2 separate regions of the Mus musculus genome follow, and region 2 is linked to region 1. A link is a contact called in public HiChIP or PLAC-seq data. All regions are on one chromosome and are shown on one strand. Each heading gives the region's core, a stretch centred on a gene start, on an enhancer-like site or on the middle of the called end of the contact. The rest is flanking DNA. Distances are from core to core; before and after follow the strand shown.

Evidence for each region. HiChIP or PLAC-seq counts read pairs in DNA pulled down with a chosen protein or histone mark.
Region 2: an H3K4me3 HiChIP or PLAC-seq map of stem cell-derived neural progenitor cells shows a contact between it and region 1, with 2.7 times the contacts expected there. The contact joins the enhancer-like site here to the promoter of Heatr6 in region 1. A contact is called at or near these places in 3 of 39 promoter capture datasets (cranial neural crest and liver), 2 of 484 Hi-C or Micro-C datasets (epiblasts and nephron progenitors) and 2 of 115 datasets of contacts at active chromatin or transcription factors (pancreatic cancer cells and stem cell-derived neural progenitor cells).

The regions. Positions count from the first base shown.
Region 1 is chr11:83,752,370-83,754,908 of GRCm38.p6, forward strand. Heatr6 (HEAT repeat containing 6) reads left to right here and starts at 1,268. Exons shown (of 20, transcript NM_145432.3): 1 at 1,268-1,572. The coding sequence starts at 1,354. It overlaps Wfdc21 (WAP four-disulfide core domain 21), which reads left to right. Exons shown (of 3, transcript NM_183249.2): 3 at 125-277.
Region 2 is chr11:84,099,856-84,102,394 of GRCm38.p6, forward strand. The region is part of intron 8 of Tada2a (transcriptional adaptor 2A); the gene reads right to left. Among named protein-coding and RNA genes, the nearest start is that of Tada2a, 28 kb to the right of the region's middle. Within about 2 kb of position 1,271, at least 21 of the 459 cell types and tissues checked have an H3K27ac peak or open chromatin away from gene starts, as enhancers often do. A contact at or near this core is called in pancreatic cancer cells and stem cell-derived neural progenitor cells, where this site is marked.

The sequences.
Region 1 (2,539 bases), core at 18-2,517:
CACTCTGGGCAGTAGCCAGGTACCCAAAACAGCAGGTCTCGTGTATAATTTTTATATCTATTTCTCCAACAAAGAATTTTCTCAAAGGCCATCTTCCCTGATTACTGTTCATTTCTTCCTATAGCTTCTACCTGGAAAAAAAAATGTGTCTGTTTGGAGCTCTGTGACCAAGAAAACAGTTGAAAATGGAGGCCATGTATGGAGATTACAAGCAGCACAGTGGAGTGGGACAAGGAGTTGTTTCTTTTAATAAATCATTAATGTAAAAGTCTCAACACTTCTTGAGTTATTTTCTTGGAGGTTGTTATGGTTTGAATATGACACGTCTCCCTGGTCCATAGTTGATTGTACTGTTTGGGAAGAAGGGGCCATGCTGGAGGAGATAGGTCAACGGGGTATTTTGTCCTGGGCTTGACATGTTTCTTGTTGTTTCCTGGTTGCTTTAGGTGAGAAGCCTCAACCAAATACCCCTGCTGTCACGATCATTCTCCTTTACTACAAAGCAGCAGATTCAGTCAAGCATAGCCTTAAACCACCTAAAATAGTGCACCAAAAAATTAATAATAATAATAATAATAATAATAATAAATCCTCCTTCCTTTAAACTGTTCCTCTCAGTTATCTAATCCTAATCGTGAAAAAGCTACTAATGTCAATACGTTAAGTTTTTGTCTTAGTCAGGGTTTCTATTCCTGCACAAACATCATGACCAAGAAGCAAGTCAGGGAGGAAAGGATTTATTCAGGTTACAATTTCCACATTGCTGTTGATCGCCAAAGGATGTCAGGACAGGAACTCAAGCAGGTCAGGAAGCAGGAGCTGATGCAGAGGACATGGAGGGATGTTACTTACTGGCTTGCTTCTTCTGGCTTGCTCAGCCTGCTCTCTTATAGAACCAAGACTACCAGCCCAGAGATGGTCCCACCCACAAGGGGCCCTTCTCCCTTGATCACTAATTGAGAAAATGCTCCACAGCTGGATCTCATGGAGGCACTTACTTCCCCAACTGAAGCTCCTTTCTCTGTGATAACTCCAGCTTGTGTCCTATCAGAACATCAAGAGTAGAAGGAAGCCATATAGCTCACTTTTCTGTCACTGCCATGTAGAAGAGTGCTCTCCAACTCCAGCCAGAATCTGAAACTCTAGCAACGTCAGCCCTGCCCAAGAGCAAACTTTCTGAGAGGGTAAGGGGTGGTGGGTGGCCTTATTTCTGCTGCCTTTTACCTATCCTAATCACAGAACGACTTGCAACCTACAGTTCAAATGATGGCTTTCCGGAACTGGAGCACACACCCAGGCCCTGCCCCAAGCGGTGCCCCGGAAGTATTTCCCAGGCTTTCTCACGGAGGAAAAATGGCGGCGGTGCAGGTCGCCGCCTCTCTTCCTTGTGGGCAGCCGCGAGAGGCCCCGCGGGAACTGTCGCCGGAGCAGGACGATGGGTTCCGCCGCTTGTCTGCCAGGCTCCGCGCGCTGCAGCCGGATGACAGCACCGTGTCCCGCATGGAGATTCACCTGCTCTTCGACCAGCTCATCTCCGAGAACTACAGCGAGGGCGGCGGCGTGGCCCCCGAGGTAGGCGGCGCGCCTCATCCTGCCCGGACAACGGCTGGTTCCTCCCTCCGGCCCCTCCGGCTCTCACCCACGTCCCGGATGACTTAGTTCCAGGCTGGCTTTCTCCCTCGGTCCGTGCCATATCTCTCTGCCCTCCATCTGAAAGCTTGCAAGCCAGCATCTTTTCAAAGGCTTCTGCTCTGACGCCCTCAGCTGCCATCCCTGGTGAGCGACTCCGGGAATGTCGGAGCGAGGGTAGTCTTAGTTGATTTCGCTGATGTACGCACTGAAGCTCACAAGAGATCCAGCGTCACGGTTTGGGCAAATGGCAGAGCTAGATTGGAACCTAAATTTGTCGTAAGGCCTGTATTTTCTGTTTTGTTTCGGCACTAGCTCTCGTTTGCTTCCACTTCTCCTGTCAGGATCATCTCATTCATACACATCCGCTCTTGTATATCACTGATTCCCAGAACCCCTGAGCCAGTCCTACCTGCGAGCATCTCAAACTTGATAGCTCGTATAGATGAATACATTGTCTCCCATACTCCTAATCCCCTATTCATTCTACCCTACCCCACCCCAAATACACACAAGGCATGCACACTGCTTCTTTTCTTTACCCTGGAGCCTGTTGGATTAAAATTCTTCAGTCTGTCTCAAACATGTTTCTCAGTTCACACTCTTCTCTCCCTAGTCTCTCACTGATCTTCCTCTATTCTAGCCCCATTCCAGACTATTCTTTGCCAGAGTCTGCTATTGGAAAAACAAAAACAAAAAACAAACAAAACGCATACAAGTGTACGCATAATCAGAGATTTTCTATGTATATTGGCAAATGGCAGAAGCAAGCGGCCAAACAGTAAGAGAAAAATATGGGGCTTAAGGATGTAAAGGGGAAAAGAATCCCGAGCAGCTCACCACGGATAAGGGAGCAGAGTGGAACTAAGTGAAATTAAGGGAGCTTTTTATTTATATACTTGGCTATTTT
Region 2 (2,539 bases), core at 21-2,520, 350 kb after region 1:
AAAAAGAGGGGCCACTGAGATGGTTCAGTAATAAAGACACATACCACCAAACCAGACAATCTGACTTTGATCCCTGAAATTCACATGATGGAAGAAGAGAGCCAACTCCTACAAGTTGTCCTCTGACCTCCATATTAGTGTCATGGCATACACACATGCACACACATACCACACACATAGAACTAAATAAATTACCCCCGCAAAACACCCTCAAAACCAACAAAATCTTGATGGTATTGTACAATGCTAAGGACAGACTTGAGAATGGTTCTGCTACTTGCTGCTTGTATATAATTTCCAGTTTCTCCATCTGTAAAGCCAAAATAATGGTAACTCTCAACTCAGAGGGTCTTGTAAGTATTAGATGACTTCACAGAGCTAAGTGAAGTGGTGCATACCATAAGCCATGCAGTAGGCTAAAACAGAAAAAAAAGAGTTTGAGAGCAGCTTAGGTTACATAGCAAGACCCTGTTCCAATAGAAAAAAAATTCATATATGTGAAGGACTTAAAATGGCACCTGGCAAACAGTAAATGAAATATATCTTAGCTATTAATAGTAGTATTAATGTTAGTATTATTATAGCATTTCTACCTATGCATATACAACTGGTTTCTATAAAATGAGAGACAGTAACAAGTGAATGCAGAAAGATCTGCTGGACCTCTGGTATACAGTTAAAGGTCTAAAAGCTGGGAATTTAAATAGAAGAAATACACTGTGGAGAATAAAGGGGGTCCATGGCTGGCAGAGGAGCCTTGATGAAGTGAAGTTTCACAGAGAGATGGCATGCATGTTTGGCATGGTGGCACATGAGTGAAGTATCAGTGTGTGAAAACAGACGGACACAGCAGGATTCCAGGACAGCCTGATCCACAGGGCAAGTTCTAAGTCAGCCTTGGCGACAGAGTTAGTCTGAAACCAACCAGCCAGAGGGAGCGCAAACTATGCTAGCATATAACCCTGAGAAGCCTTGCAAACCCTGACTCAGCCCACAGTGCCTGGTGCCTTCACTTCCCTGGGTTATAGGACAATAACCAGAAAGACGATCCACCCATAAGTTTAGGACCCTGGGACATTTTAAGAAAGGGGTTGTCCACATATTTAGAGAGATTTTTTTCCGCAGATAAAAAGAGGTGAGCCTAGTGGGCCGGCTCACTAAGCATCTGCCTGGAAATCTCACAGTGTCACAAGACTGGAGACTTAATGAGTCCTCGTTTCTTTCTGCACCAGCAATAGCTTATGTCAACAAGGTAGGAGACAGTACCACTCACGAGACTACAGAACTTCCTTATTTTCCTCAGACATTGCTGTACGGGACATGCGTTTCCTGGACCCATGGTAGGAACCTTCTGGTATACTTGGAATGTAATTAACTATCACTCTATTGCACCCATGACTCTATAATAGACTACAAAGCTGACTTTATTGGATAAATTCCATGAATCAACACAAATCTTTGGGTGACACAAAGAAAGCTTGTTGGCATCAGCCCAAATTCCTTTCAGTATTATGAGTGAGGGAGTCTGAAAGGAATGTTGCTAATGCCCAGCTGTATTAGAAGTACAATGGTATGGAATAATAACACCAGCCTGCATTGCACACCATCATCCACTGGACACATGTACACCCTGACTAATTGGTGTCATTCTTCACTGATATGGGACACAAAGAAACAGGACTCCAAGGACTTGCCCAGGATTCCACAGTGACTCAGAAGCAAGCCCAAGCTTGAATCAATGTCCCGATTCCCACCAATCTGTGCCCCTCCGTGTGCCAGGTATGCTTAAACGTTCCTTCTTGTTCCTTCCTGAGTCTCTTGGGCTCTTGGACTACTTTAGTTATTGTTCTGAGAGATTGCTGGGGACAGCATGTGTCAGCCATGGCTATGCTGTCAGAAAGGCTACTCAAAGAGCTCAGAGCCATAAACAAGGTACTGACAGTGTGCTGCCAGGAAGACACGCCCTTGATCTCCAGTGCTTCCCAAATAGTCTCTTTAAGAGCAGTTATCTGTGTATCATACAGTTCACAACACTCAGTCTCCAGTGTGGAGGAAAGTGACACATCCCAGTAAATGCAGCACCCAGGAGCTGGACATAGAATCAGGAGTTCAAAACTATCCTTGCCAAAAAAAAAAAAAAAAAAAAAAAAAACACCAACCAACCAACCAAACAAACAAACAAAAAAGTTGGGCGGTGGTGGTGCATGCCTTTAACCCCAGCACTTGGGAGGCAGAGGCAGGCAGATTTCTGAGTTCGAGGCCAGCCTGATAACAGAGTGAGTTCCAGGACAGCCAGGGCTACATAGAGAAACCCTGTCTTGAAAAACCAAAAAAAAAAAACCCAAAACTCTCCTTGGCTATAAGGCAAGTTTGGGACTCTAGGCTATGTAAGACGCTGTCTCCATTTCTAACATGGGAAGCGGAGCTGGGGAAACAGATCAGTCGGTAAAGCTCTTAACCTGAACCCACTTGAAAGAAAGGCTGGGCGTGGTGGCACATACTTACAATTCTCGGGGAGTTGGAGACAGCCACATCCCCA